2 separate regions of the Gossypium hirsutum genome follow, and region 2 is linked to region 1. Evidence: chromatin contacts called from public Hi-C data. All regions are on one chromosome and are shown on one strand. The core of a region is the stretch at or near the end of the contact, and the rest is flanking DNA. Distances in the headings are between cores, read along the strand shown. Region 1 holds the start of LOC107901670 (splicing factor 3B subunit 2). Region 2 has its middle 12 kb from the start of LOC107901668.

Evidence for each region. A called contact is a pair of places that touch in the nucleus more often than the background predicts.
Region 2: a Hi-C map of leaf shows a contact between it and region 1, with 2.5 times the contacts expected there. The contact joins the enhancer-like site here to the promoter of LOC107901670 in region 1. A contact is called at or near these places in 18 of 34 Hi-C or Micro-C datasets (anther, callus, fibers and 4 more).

What each region holds. Positions count from the first base shown.
Region 1 is chrD06:44,584,458-44,592,294 of Gossypium_hirsutum_v2.1, reverse strand. LOC107901670 (splicing factor 3B subunit 2) reads left to right here and starts at 4,043. Exons shown (of 18, transcript XM_016827758.2): 1 at 4,043-4,387; 2 at 4,703-4,822; 3 at 4,910-5,038; 4 at 5,143-5,205; 5 at 5,518-5,625; 6 at 6,153-6,230; 7 at 6,409-6,501; 8 at 6,662-6,748; 9 at 7,360-7,461; 10 at 7,545-7,664; 11 at 7,794-7,837. The coding sequence starts at 4,115.
Region 2 is chrD06:44,700,004-44,707,840 of Gossypium_hirsutum_v2.1, reverse strand. No RefSeq gene overlaps it. Among protein-coding and RNA genes, the nearest start is that of LOC107901668, 12 kb to the left of the region's middle. Within about 2 kb of position 3,825, at least 5 of the 9 cell types and tissues checked have an H3K27ac peak or open chromatin away from gene starts, as enhancers often do. A contact at or near this core is called in leaf, where this site is marked.

The sequences.
Region 1 (7,837 bases), core at 2,794-5,293:
TTAACGAAGGAATAAGGGTTTTCCCACAAAATTTGTTGGTATAAATTACGTCTTCTTAAAATCCTAGGCTTGACAAACCTAGGAAGTAATCAAAGGTTAAACGAGGCCGAGAGGTAAGTTTGCCAAGTAAATCGTAATTTATCCTAGTTGAGAAAGTGAGGTCTGGAAATAAACGAGTATTAATCAATCAATTAATTAGTTAGAGGCCGAAAGGTAATAATTGGTTAGTTAATAGTTAATTCACCCTAAAACCTGAATTCGAAGTTAATTACAACCCTTGAAATGAGTTAATCTTCCTAATTGATTTAATCAATTTAGTCATTTGTTTATTTTATTGTTTATTTATTTTAGTTATTTAATTTCTTATATTCATCTCTTTTATGATTTATCATAATATAAAATTTAACTATTACTATTTAGACTTATTATTGTAAAGAGGTTTTCAATAGATTTAATTCATCATCCCTTGGGTACGATCCTCGGAACACTTCCATGTGTTCCATTGTAACACAATACTATAATACAATTTGACCCGTATACTTGCAGACACCACTGCTTTAATTTCATATATATTTGGGGTAGTATTTTTCAATCAAATGTTCGTACGTTTGGCAGCGGTGAATATCATATCTACATAAGTGTTTCCAGCATAGAACATCAGCGTTCGGAACTAACCCCGAATATAAGTGAAATCAAAAGCATTTGAGGTCTCCAAGTTGGGTTACCAACTAACCCCGAATATATGCCAAAGTTGAAATCGAGAGCTAAAACCAAGGAATGCCTTCCCATTGATGATTACGACATTTCTTGATAGGAGCTTTGTAACAACACCATGAAACCACCGTACAACCGTGTGGTTGGACTTTCTACTTCCTGTTCTTGAAACAAATTTACTGGAACTATTGTCGAACTTGGACCACCTTCCTCAACATCGACAAAGTGGAAGTATAACTCTAGTAAAGCATTTCCACTAGAGCAATGTATATCGAGAATTATGTCGACATCCATGTTGCCTTTGAGCTTAAATATATCATATCTAATAAGCTTCAGTGACATTAGACATCTATATTTCAAGCTTGAAAGTATCCTCTTGCTTGAAGCCAACACTTTCTTTCTAATTCTTAACCGAAACTCGTTTAATTTTATGCTTCGGTTGAAAGCTAATTTTGTAAATTGAGCTGATACAAAAATGATCCCAATATCGATGTCACAAATTTAACCGTCATAATGAATAGCAGCTCTAATTCATCTACTCATTTTCGCCCAAAAAACATGTTTCACATGTTTAAAACAAAAACATTATATAGAAAAATAAGTATTCATTATCCAAATTCGAACAATGGCACTTACTTGAATTAATTTACTTTGTTGGGTCAATTTTTGAACTTTAGATTTTTAACATCAACAATTTTCTCCTTATGCAATCTCCTTATAAAAACAATCTACTTGAAATTTAACTATGAAAACCTCTCCTTAAAATGTCTTCATTTTATAGGAAACTCTAACATCAAATATGAAACATAATTTCAAAATATTGAAAAAGATTGGATATGACAAGTCAAAAAAATGTTTCTAACAAAAATCATCTTTTTGAAAAAGTTTTTAAAGATAACATTATTATTGGCCACGGAAAAGATGAAATGAGATGTGTGAATTTTATCCCAAGAATTCTTGGATTTCAAAAATTTTATCCTGGAATTCTCGAGTTTAGGGTTAGGGTCACGATTTTTAAAAACGTGTTGTGGGAGACACGTTTCAATTGGGATAAAACCTCTCTTTGCAAGAGGCGATTTTGCCTTCTATCTCCCTAAAGGGTTTATTTTACCAATTTTCGAAATACTGACCTAAAACTTTAAATTTTCTGTAAAATTGAGATATATCCCTCATTAACCCAAAATTAATAATTATAATTTATTATTGACATATTTTATCTAAAAAGGTAGTATTTGTGCTCGAGTAGCTTAATCACTAATTAATTTATTTAATTCTTTTTTATTTAGGATAAAATCATGAAGTTATCGAATGAATAAACTTTCTTAAGTGTATTAAGAGTTGTTAGATATTATTATATTTAAATTATTAATTATTTTTAATTTAATATTATGATAAAATTAAGAAGTTAATTATCACAATAATAATTAGGCGTTATTTTACTTCTTAAATTATTATTGTTTTTTAATAGGGACGTTAATCATCACATTAATCCTTAACTTCCTAAAGTGCTTGTTTAATTATTCATAAATAAATTATTATTAAGATTTTATCTAAATAATTATTATGTAAATGTCAATTTAGTTTATTTCATTATTATGATTTTATACAAATATTATTTTTAAATGTCAATTCTCTAATATAGTATAAAATAAATGGTATTTTTGTTGATTCAAAATTTTTTCCAAATTTGTAATTTTTTGAAGAGAAATTCATTAATTTATTCAATGAATAAGACCATACAATTCGAGGAAAAAAATAACAAACACCCATTGTACGCGTTAAAGGACAAGCTCCATCAACACAACAAAAACTTCAGCTTCAGCATTAATAAAACATTATGGCACGTTGATAATCGGTTATATTACAACTCAAGCACAACATATCAGGAGTGATTGCAAGCACTTAATACAATAAGGAAACAACCCCGGATGGTCCAAAGCGGCGGGCATAAATCAACAAAAGAATTGAACATCCACCAAACTAAAGGGGACGGTGACAAAACCAACCCTAAAATTACTCGCAAAAGTAAGACTACATGCATAAGCAATACCAAAAAGCATACTATAAGAGTAGACAAAAATTTCTAAAAGTGAAGACTTATTAAATAATGGAAAAAAAACAAAAAATATATAAAACTTAAGATAACACGAGTTCAAACCGAATCATGAAATCATTTATTATTCTGAAACTCTCAAAACAAAAACAGATTAAGAAGTCAACGAAGAGCTACCCACTTTCTAAAAGAAATTGACGGTGGTCGGTGGTGTTCAACTATTATAGGCACTGTCATCTATCCATCACAAATTGTAAAGACAACAAAGATACCCACAAAATAGAATTGTAAACTGAAAAGAGAGAAGATGTATGGAATGAATGTAAGAAGAAAGAAAAAGAGGGTTGATAGGCAGGAGAAAAAGGCAGGCGATAACTAGCCCGGAGGCTAACACCGCCGCTAGGCAAAAACAGAAAGAAACAAACAATTTGGAGAAAAAAAAAGGGTTTCCCAAACTCGTACTTTATATATATTATAGATAAAAAATTAAAATTAATAGATAATGAAATGTGCTTGTGTTATGAACTTGGACTTTAGTTGAGCTAGCCTTGTGGCGTTAGACAGTAAATTTACTCGAAGTTGAGAATTCTAAAATATTCAAGAGAGTTTTGAATAATTTTTTTCAATTGCATTGATAATTCAAGTGATGAATGATTCAAGGAATGCCTTTATTTATAGTTGAGCTCATCTTGCATCAAAAGTACAAAGTAAATTATATCAATGGTTTACATTTAAACTTATCTATAATTAAGGGCAGATTTAAGGGATAGGCAGAGTGGCTTTGGTCCCCCAAAATGAAAATAATGCAATATGGTACCTTTATGAACAATGAAAATTTAAGTTAATATATGATAAAATTACACTATGGTCTCCAAAAAAAATAATTTATTAAATTCATTTAAAAATGATGAAATTAAAAATTAATAAATGATAAAATTTCTTAAAAATTTATAATTTAATTCCGATTTCCTGTTGATATATAGAGTGATAAAAAAGTTAAAACTCTATTACTCATAAAATATAAATTATTGGAGTGTTTGTTGAAGAGTTTGATTTCTTTCTTTTTTAAGTAGCGGCCCAACCAGGCCTAGGAAAATCTGGAACTTATATTTCGGTAAATACAAAGGTCCATTAAAAATTAGGCGGAATAAAATCGACAACTTCAAAGCCCAACTTCTCTCACGTCCAACCGTAACTATTAAAGGCCCAGCTTTTGTCACGTGCGATTATATCCACACGTGGGCATCCCTCTCTATATTTAGGCCTCCCTTTCATCTTCCCCATTTCCCACTCGCTCTCGAAATCAAAAACCCTCGCCAATCCATTCCTTGGATTAAACAAAGAGAGATGACCGCTGAGATACTCCCCAACCAGAACGGCTCCGTCGTTTACAACGGAGATCTGAATAAGTCTAACTCTAACCCTAACCCCATCTCTAACCCTTTCGTCGCCTCCAAGAAGTCCCGCGAGAGCGAACGACGTCGTAGAAGGCGCAAGCAGAAGAAGAATAAGAGTAAGAATACCTCCCACCAAGAAAATGACGCCGCAGACGGTCCCGTTTCCGAAGCCGGTGACAGCGACGCTGCCGAAGATGGAAAGAAGAATTCCGATCAGCAGCAGGTATCCAACTGTTCCCCCCTTTCTTTTTTGTGTTGAGATTTCTATGTTTTTAGTGAATATCGATTGTTTCGTCTGGTTTTTGCATGTCTTTGTGCATAATACAAGTTCTATAGTGACTTAAGAATTTTCGATTTTCTTTAGATGGAATAGAATTGAGTTTTTATTTTTGGGTTTAACTGTAGTTTGAAAATTTTCTTATGGCTATTTTGTTATTATTGTTTTCTTAAATTCAGCATATTTCACTCTAATCTTACATAATGTAAATTGCATTTGTTTATAAGTAAACTAAGCATTTTCTTTTGTTTGACACTGTAGGTAATGGAAGAAGTTCAGGTAGAGTACGTTCCTGAAAAAGCTGAGTTAGATGATGGCATTGATGAGGAATTTAGGAAGGTTTTTGAAAAATTCAGCTTCTGGGAAGCTGCTGGTTCTGAGGTAAAATGAAATTCAGTTTTATATGATCAATTAATTTTCGAATTTCCTTGTTATTCTCTAAAGAAACTTGTAATTCTATTTTTACAGGAGACTGACAAGAAGGACGAGTCTACTCAAGATGCTGATGCAAAGAAGGGGGCTGATTCTGATTCAGGAGAGGAGGAGCAGGATAATCCACAGAAAGAGAAAGGTGGCCTATCAAATAAGAAGAAGAAGGTTTTTGGTTTCTCCTTGTATTTTCTGAGATTATTTGTGTTATTATATGTAGTTCATTTTGATGAGACTGAAACTGAAAATACTTGTTTTGATATTGTTGACAGCTGCAAAGGCGGATGAAAATTGCTGAGTTAAAACAGATTTGCTCAAGGCCTGATGTTGTAGAAGTATGTTTTCTCTTACTGTTTATTTGATGTTTGCTTCTTTTCTTGTTCCTCTCTTGTTTATTTTTAAACCAGTGTTAAAACAAATTTATATTCCAATGTTGAATCAGAGCACATTTGCTATGAATTTTTTATTTTTATTTTTTGAAATGAAGTTTTTTTTTTTCATGGCTATTAAGGGATCTTATTTTTCTAATCTTTTGTTATGAATTTTGTCATGCAATACTGTTGGAATACTGCGACTCAAATGGAGAATAATGTTCACTTCTGTTTTTATAACTCAATAGCTCATGATAGATATGATTATTTTGTCAGGTTTGGGATGCAACTGCTGCTGATCCCAAGTTGCTGGTGTTTTTGAAGGCATATCGAAACACTGTTCCTGTGCCAAGGCACTGGTCTCAGAAAAGGAAATATTTGCAGGTTAGTAATTCTTGCATCCATGACGATTAATATGGGTCAAATATGTGTTCATGGTTCATAGGCATAATCTTTAGTGAGTGATCTAGGAAGACGGTGAGGGAAGATCAAGTCGATAAGGCTTCTCTTATATGCATATATGTGCTTCTTGCAGGGGAACAGCTGAGACAACCCTGGAGCCTGGACTTATAGGTGTTTTGCAGAAAGGACTCTTGATTGATTTCTCTTATATTATGACTGCTTTTTGGGTTGGGATATAGTTATTTAATAAGGTCTTCTGGTAGTAGCATAACTTGCATGCTAGATGGTGGGGGGGGGTATTTGTTCATTGTTAAGGTGCTAATTAATCTGTTTTGGATTTACAGATGCCTTTCCATTTGTGCTAAATGCTCGGGCTAGATCCTTCTAAGATTTATTTATTTTAAGTGATCTGAGTTGGATACAGAAGCTTCCTAGCTGTTATTGTTAATAATTGTTATTATTTGGGTTTGTTAACTTCTGTAACTCATCACCTTGTGGATCCTCTGTAGGGGAAGCGCGGTATTGAGAAGCAACCTTTTCAGCTTCCTGACTTCATTGCTGCAACAGGGATTGAAAAAATTAGACAGGTAAATTTAATTCATTATAATAGCAATTGTGTAATGTCTTGGGAGTTAATGTCAGGAAAATCTATCTATTGCTATAAAGTAATAAATCGTTTTGAATGGATAATGACCTTTTTTCTTTAACTGAATGATTCACTCTTGTTCTCAACTTGTCTCTTCTACTTCTCTTTTTCTCATTTAGGCTTACATTGAAAAAGAGGACAGTAAGAAGTTGAAGCAAAAGCAACGTGAGCGAATGCAGCCAAAGATGGGGAAAATGGATATCGACTATCAGGTTTCTTGGTTCATTGATTCTTTCTTTTATTTTTGGAGGTTTGAATTTTGTTTCAATCCATTTTAAGCTGTCATGAAAGGTTACTTCTAATCCTGTCATTCCTTTCTGAAATTATATTGTTTTGCTCTTGTACTAATGATGTTCTGGCTTATGTTTTTAGGTTCTTCATGATGCATTCTTTAAATATCAGACAAAGCCAAAGCTGACAACTCATGGAGATCTCTATTATGAAGGGAAGGAATTTGAGGTACTCTCATGCTATTTCTACATCGATATTAGGTTTTATCTTATATTTCCTCAACATAAAGAATGTGTACATTCCAATTAACTTTAGATTGATATGCCATTGTACAACACGAGGCTGTACGCTGAATTCTTAAGATTATAGGGGCATTATAGAATAACAGTATACTTCAAATTTTGCTGATGATAGGATCTTACACTGGACCCTAAGGATACAGTCTAAGCTTAATTTAAACCAAGAAATTTTGTTTCATAAAACCTTTGGGTTACATAAACTGGACTTCACAGTGAACTTGTCTTGACATTTTTGTGGAATAAATGCTCGAGAGAATACACATCATTATTTTTATGTAGTCTTCCGTTGCTATTCCAGTCTTGTGTGTAAATTCAATGGTCATCTACTTGACACAGTAGCTTGTTGTTTTGCTGAAACAATCAACCTTTAGATGTATTACGAGTTGCAACTGGCTATTGTGATATACCTGAATGAAATGATTTTGATACTTTTGTAATTAATCTTGAATGATTCGTGTCTAATGATTAATGTCTAATGATTAATGTCTTTCAGTTTTTTTTTCTGTTGTCTTAGATTAATATTGTTTGTTTGGAATACAGGTAAAGTTGAGGGAGATGAAGCCAGGCTCTTTATCACATGAGTTAAAAGAAGCTCTTGGTATGCCAGAGGGTGCTCCACCCCCATGGCTTATCAATATGCAGGTTAGTTTGGTTAATGTCAGTTTATTTGTTCATCTGGTGTCTGAATATTATTGGTGTTATTGAACGGAAATTTTTGCTTTCAGAGGTATGGTCCTCCGCCATCATACCCACACTTGAAAATACCAGGGCTAAATGCACCTATTCCTCCTGGAGCAAGCTTTGGTTATCACCCTGGTGGTTGGGGCAAACCTCCAGTAGATGAGGTAAGCCCCTTTGAAAATTTCTGTGTTCTGTGTGTTCTATTAAGCTTGAAAGCTATCTTTAGATGAGGTATGCTGTTTAATATATCTCTTTATTTGACTTCCTTGCTTTTTCCAACTTATTGTCAATAGTATGGACGGCCTTTGTATGGAGATGTATTTGGAGTTCATCAGCA
Region 2 (7,837 bases), core at 2,576-5,075, 120 kb before region 1:
GGATATGTATAACCCGAGAATCTGCAACAAATATAGATCTCGCAATAACATGTAAAATCCCTGATCAAACCACATATAACCTTAATGGCATGTCATACGTATCCTAACCTTTTACTAAGTTCACACAACATCATTTTTGTATACATATGTCATTATCAATATCTAAGCATAATTACGTATTCCATTTATCAGTCTAGTAATCAACCAACATTTACGTTTGCACTATGTACTACCTCATAATAACCAGTGTTCGCGTTACTTTTCATTCAGTCCAATTTAAATCATATGTGTTAAATTCACTAAGTTTTACTTAAATTTAGCATATAAATGAATTCAAACATAAAATAAAATAGGGTGGTAAGTCCCAAATGAATTTACCTATTCAAAATATGTAAATTGGATACTTTAGGGGCTAATCCGCAATATTAGCTTTTCCCCGATCAACCCCACTTCGACCCGATTCTTGATCTAAAAAAATCATTTTATATCATCAATCAATACCAAATGTCTCCTTACTATGCTATTATGTGCATGAGTCTATATGAACTCGATTTCTCGATATCCCAAAAAATTACATTTTATTCAATTTAGTCCTTGAACTCAAGATAGTTATAACTTCCAATTCCTAGCTTTGAATTAAAATCTTATTTCATATATTCTTATTAGGGACCTTATAATTTCTATTTCTAACATAATTTGATAACAAGTTTTACATTTATTCAAGTTGGTTCATAATGTAACAAAGTTAACAAACAAGCTAAATTAAATATACAATCAATTTCATATACTAAGCTTAAAATCTATCAATTTCAAGTCTAATTCTTCAAGAAATCAACAATGACAACTTTCAAAAAATTTAACAGTTTTACAAATTGGTAAATGGGTTAAGCTAAATCAAGCTTCCATGATCTCAAATTATAAGAAAAAGGCTTGAATTTATTTACGAAATTATGGTCAAATGGTATACAGCTTTCCTTAGGTTTTTTTTAAGGGATGGCAAGAAATGAAGATGAAAGATGGGAATAACATCTTTCTCCACTAACTTGGTATATATAGTTAGATTAAGGTTTAATTAAACTAAATTAATTAGCATAACATGACTTAATTAGCTTAAATCATCCACTAACCGTTCTCAATGGATTTCATCATCATCATCCACAATCTCTTATATAAAAATGGTTTAATTCCCTAAGCACTTGACCAATTAAAAACCTATAGCAATTGAAATTTTACAATTTAGTTCCTAATCATTAATTAACTATTAATCCAACGAAAATTCTTAACCAAAATTTGATGAAACAATATATTAGACGCGTAAATATTAATATTTAATATTTTCAGACTCGATTTATAGAAATAAATTTCCAAAATCGTATTTTCCGATATCATTGAAAATTAGGTCTTTACAATACTCAAGGTATTCATTATATTTGATTGCACGGTTTGACATTCATGACTTGCATGACATTCAATACATATTAATAATTCATTCATACAAGAAATTTCTTAACAATGAATTAAGCTTTGTACTTGCTTAGGGGATATCTTCTGAGGTATATTGATATAATGTTTTTAGTAAACTTCAATTGTTTGAGGAATTTTTTAATGAAACTTTTCATGTAAAATTTTCAAGATAGTGAGTAATTTTTATTCTCATGAAAATGCTTTTATCAAATTTTTCTAGAGAAAAATTTTGGAATAATGAAATTTTTAGTTGAGCAAATTTTGTACTTTTAATTTCTCATAAAGATATTATGAGATCTCCCTTGAAATGTTTTTAAAACCCTCTCTCAAGGGTGCTCTCAAATCATCCTTGAGATGTTCTCAAAACCTCTCTTAAGGAGACTTTCATATCTCCCTTGAAATATTTTCAAAATCTCTCTCAAAGATGCTTTCAAATATGCCTTGAGATATTTTTAAATTTTTTTAATAGATATTTTCAGATCTTACAAGATATATTCAAACATATATTGAGGATATTTTTAAATCTCATACAAGATATTTTCAAACATCTATGATATTTTTAGATAGAATTCTTTTAAATCTATCATATAAGAATTTTTTCAAGTCCAAGCAAATTTAATCACTCAATAACATGTTTATACTTCTATTGAAGTTTATTTTCTTGTTTTAATTTCAAAGAGTTTTGAGCTTCTACCAAAGCGAATTTCTACTCATTTGAAATTGTTGAATTATTAATACTCTTGTATTGCTTCAAAAATTTGAATCCCTTTTATAAAAATGGCCTGAGCATCAGGATCACCGTCAAGGTCTCTTCAATTCTTCTTTTTTAAATTCAAATTTGCTTTTAGAAATGGGTGAAGCCTTGGGATTTTTGTCTGTGCATTTTTCTAATTTTCAATATGATATGGAATAATTAGTAACAAAGGCTAGCTATTTTTGTAATTCTATTAATTTCAGTATTGTAATGCAATAGTATTTTTGTGCAAGTGTACATAGTCGTTCAAGTAGTAAGTAAATAAAACGAGTGATCGTTTTCACAGGGACTGTATATGTTAATCGATTATTTGTAAAATTCTAAGTTAACAATTTGGTGGTAAAAACACGATACTTTGAATGGTGGGTGATTAAATTAAATTATCTAGATGTTAGATGATCCTTATGCAATTAAATATAAATGCAAATGATCTAAATGTATGAATGGATTTTAGCAACAAAAACACAATTTCAACAATTAATAACATGAGTAGGCTAGGATAATCATATTAATCAATTTAATTCATTTTCATCATGCTTAACAGTGTTCAAAAAAATGTCCATGGCAAGTCAATCTTTCATGAGTTTGGAAACCAAATTAAGTCCTCTTGGATATTTTACTTAATGAAACATGCATTTTACTGATCATATTAAACTAAGGGTTTCTTAGTATTTATGCTAGTAACAAGGACAATTAAGTTTGAAATAGTTAAATCACATAAACCTAAAAACTATGCAAGATAATAGAGCTAACTAAAGATATTATGAACCTCTAATTTAATTGGGTTTAATGATCTAAATTGAGCATTGTACTTTTCAATTATGCGTTTACTAGTTGTTGTTTGGTTAGGATTGCTCAGCTAATTTGAATGCATCCAATCATGTATGAATGAAATACATCTTGGTTTTAATTGAAAACATGATCGACTGAGGCACAAACACATTAAACATGAATCAAACGAATATTATTGACTTAACAAAATCATCCTAGCTAAACAAAATTAAGCTATCATTGTTGATTGCAAGATCAATAAACACTTAGCAAACAAGTTTAAATTAAACAATAAGGAGGAAATAGTAAACTCTAATTCAATTCAACAACCTTTTGGATCTTTCTGACTGAGGTGCTTCTCCAATCCGCCCGTTGCTCCTTTACTAAAGGTTTCTCAAGGTGGCTGGCCAAGAGGTGGTCTTGACAAGGCTTTTGTTGGATAAAGAATGGAAAGGAAAATGGAGTGGCTAGGAATGGAAATGAAGAAGGGAAATGAGAGAATGAAGGAATGAGAGATGCTTGATGAATGAATGGATTAAGGGATGATTTGAAAGCTGAAAGGTGCGTGGTATTTATAGGTGAAGTTGGTGGCTGATGTTGTTAAAAATAGCATCACATCTCTCTTGATTCTCTCCCTCCTATAGCCAGCCATGATGTCTAGAAATGTGGGTGACTTAGTTGCTTGATTTGAGCACAAGATCATGCTCTATTTAGCTAGGGTTGGACAGTTTCTCAAGCAAAACTTGTGTGCCAATTTCAAACATTCTTCCAAGTGTAAGGACCTCTAAATAATTGTCCCAAAGTTTATTTTTGGCTACCCAAGTGTGGTTGTTTAATTGGGCTTCTCTCCTCTTGAATTGGACGGCTCCATGACCCAGTAAACTTGTAGACTAATCCAACATATATCACCCTTTTTTATTGGGTTAAGAGGATAATTAAATGACCCAATTTTGCATGGTTGTTGTCGTCCAATACATGAGAAAATAGTTCATGTCTATACACATTATAATATAATCAATTTATTGAATCAACTCCATGGCCCTATTGCATGAAAAAAATCAACACATTAATAAATGACATTAAATAATGTAATTTATGCACAAAAATCATGTAATAAAGTACAATTTTGCATATTTTATAATTTCATGTCCATTATTAACATTTAAGCAAAATCGCTTAATTTATTAGCAATTACTCAAGATTAATATAATTATTAAGTCAAAAGGTGGTAAAAATATATAGAAAAATCCTAAATAATTTGGAGTGTACATGTAGCAAAACGCTGCGATTTGGAACTTTAGAATTTTAATGAAAACACTGTGTGTAAGGGGGAATTAGATCAGTATTTAAAACAGTGAGTTTAAGGTAGTAGTCGTACAAGTTAAGCAGTGCATTTTGAGCTTATTTCTATTACTACCAGATTGTTAATTTATGTCCGTTGCTCACCCTTTTTATGGACCAATTAGAAATAGGTGAGGCAGTCATGAAAAATCACATTTTCTCTCTGAAATCTTGTCTTCCCTTCTCTTTATTTATTCTTTCTTTCTTTATTTTTCTGCTTCGAATATTCTTTCCTCATCAAAGGTATTAGATCCAACACGATTCTCATGGCCAACGATGGAATCACTACGCGCCTATAAAAGGAAATAGGTCTGCTGCAACATGAATTTTCTCATATTGACAGCAAACTGGACGCCAAATTGGATGCCAAGCTGGATGCCCGGTTCAAGGAATTTCGCGACAAGTTCAAAGGTGAAATCAAAGGAGAAATCATGTCTGAGTTGCATTCATTCCTTGAGCAGTACTTTGGGCAATCATTTACCAGTGCTCATAGAATGGGTCAAGATCGAGGCAAGGGACTTCTGGGCACAACTCCACTAAGGTTTCCACCTAAGGACAGTTTAACTATGTCACCAGTAGTAGATGTGGGGCACTTGGGCACTTATTCTCAAGTCAGCATAGTAGATTTTGTGGGAAAAATGTTTCAGTTGCAATGTCCTCACTTTAATGGAAAGAATTTTCAAAGTTGGTGGTCCAAACTAGAACAACTTTTTGAGGTTGAGAATGTAGGAGATTAGGCTAAAGTTCGAATGGTAATGCTGGATCTGGAAGGCAGAGCCCTCGATTGGCATTATTTCTTTGCATAATGGCATGGAGGTCTTCATCATTTTACTTGGGAGTTGAACGCTCGGGAACTACAAAAAAGTTTCAGTTCCACTAGGGTTTTGGATCCCGTGACTGAGCTGGTAGCTTTGAAACAATCAAGCACTATTATGATAAATTTGTAAGTCTCTTGAACCAATTGCATTTACCAGAAAGTTATGCATTAAGCATTTTTGTTCACAATCTTAAATCTGAGATTAGACAATATTTGAGGTTATTTAAACCTACAACCTTAGTTGAAGGGTTAACGATTGCTCAGCAAATGTGGATATTGTAAGCAATGGTCTTAAGAAAAATACTCCTATAGTGGGGAACTCTAGTTACTCCAAGCCCTTGTTTCCTCCTGTGAAAGCATACAACAACCCTGGGCACTACTTTACCTCAAGAGGTCATCACTCCACGGTTATTAGTTCCAAAACACCTATTAAGGCCATCTCCTAATTTGAAATGGATGAAAAAAGAAAAAAAGGGTTATGTTCTTTATGTGCATCTAAATATACACCAGGGCATAAATCTATTGAAGCACATCTTTATCAACTGGTGATTGAGGCTTCCATTGAGCAAAATGATGAGCTCAACAGTCCTTCTTCTAAAGAGTTTCAAGGTCATAATACGATAAGGTTGTCAGCTTGGATTGGTCACCTGAAGGCTATTATTCTTGTTGATTCTGGTAGTACTCACAACTTTCTAGATTCTAGGTTGGTGAGAAAGCTACAATTACAAGTAGATCTTACATGCAAGCTCAAAGTGATAGTTGCTAATGGTGTGCAACTAGCAACTCAAAGGGTTTATCGATCAGTGGCCTGAGAAGCACAATGGTATAAATTATTCACTTAATTTATGGTTTTACCTTGTGATTTATTTCTTAGTATTCAATGGTTTCTATTCTTAGGGTCCATTGTTTGGAAATTTTCTTCTCTAACCATGTAGTTTGAGCATTTGGGGCAGACTTGTACCCTTCAAGGAATTCTTCCTGCTAGTCTTCAAATTTTGTCTGATACTCAATTATCCAAGTGTTTTAGCCTGTTAGGACAAGGTCCTAGTCTTATGTTACTAGCCACCACAACTCAAGCAGCCTTATCCTTGGCATGTCAGCCCTTGCACCAGGATATTGAGTTGCTCTTAGTTGAGTTTGCTGATGTGTTTTAACTTCTTATAGGATTACCACCTATTTGAATGCAAGATCACATAATACCTCTTCAAGATGAATCTTAAGTGATCAAGATCAAATCGAATCAATATCCTATTGTTCAAAAGAATGAAATAGAAAGGCTTCTCAGGGATATGCTACAACCTGGGATAGTGAGGGACAATAACAGTCCCTTTGCATCACGAATTGTTATGGTGAAGAAAAAGAATGGTAGTTGGAGGTTATGTGTGGATTATATACAGCTTAACCAACTGATTATAAAAGACAAATTTCTAATACTAGTGATTGAGGAACTCCTTATCAATTGGGACAAGCTGTTTATTTTTCAAAGCTAGACCTGAGATCTGGTTATCATTAGATCAGAATGTGGGAGGGTGACATCTATAAAACAACATTTAGGACTCATGAAGGTCACTATGAGTTTTTGGTTATGCCATTTGGCTTGACCAATGCACCTTCCAGCTTTCAGTCCCTAATGAATAGCATTTAAAAACATTTGTTGAGGAAATCTGTGTTAGTTTTTTTTATGACATTTTGGTGTATTATGCTAACTGGTCAGAACATTTGAGACATTTGAGGGAGGCTCTGAGCATTTTGAGGCATCACCAATTGTATGCTAAGAAGGGAAAGTGTACATTTGGTAATGCTCATGTGGAGTCTTTGGGGCACATAATATCTAGAGGGTCAGTTTCTATATATCCAACAAAGGTTGAAGGGGTTCTTAATTGGCTCACACTTACTTCAGTAAAGGACTTGAGGGGATTCTTGGGCCTATCTGGATACTCCAAAAGATTTATAAGACATTATGGGGTATTAGCCAAGCCCTTAACAGCTTTGTTAAAGAAAGAAGTTCCCTAGCAGTGGTCTGGCAGTGCACAAGAAGCCTTTGAACATCTCAAAACAATAGTAACTCAAGCATCAGTACTGATTCTGCCAGATTTCAAAGAGGAGTTTTATGTTGAGACTGATGCCTGCGCTTAGGGGTTGGGAGCAGAACTACAACAGAAGGGGAGACCTATTGCTTGTTTCAGTAAGGGCCTAGGGATTAGACACCAAACTTTGTCCATCTATGATAAGGAGATGTAAGTAGTCTTGTTAGCTGTTAAAAAATGAAACCCCTAATTGGTGGGCAGGCATTTTCACATCAAAACTGACCACCAAAGTCTGCAATTCCTCTCTGACAGGCATGTAACAGCCCGATTTTAGCTAAATCAAAACTGTGGTTTCAGAACCACAAATTCGAGGTCGTAAAATTATTTTAATATTATTTTAATATTTACAACATGGTATTAGAGTAGTGTGAAATTTTCGTAAAGAAATTTTATCATTTAAGTGTTTAATTCGGTAAAAAGAACTAAATCATATAAAGCATAAAAATTGTGTTCTATAAGATAAAGGTATTTAATAGCTATAGAACATTAGAGTATGAGTCCTTAAGTTGTAAATAGACCATTAATTTATAATGGACAAGTTTGGACATCATTAATGTGACTAAGTAAGGTTATATAAGTAATTTAATAATTAAATAATTAAAA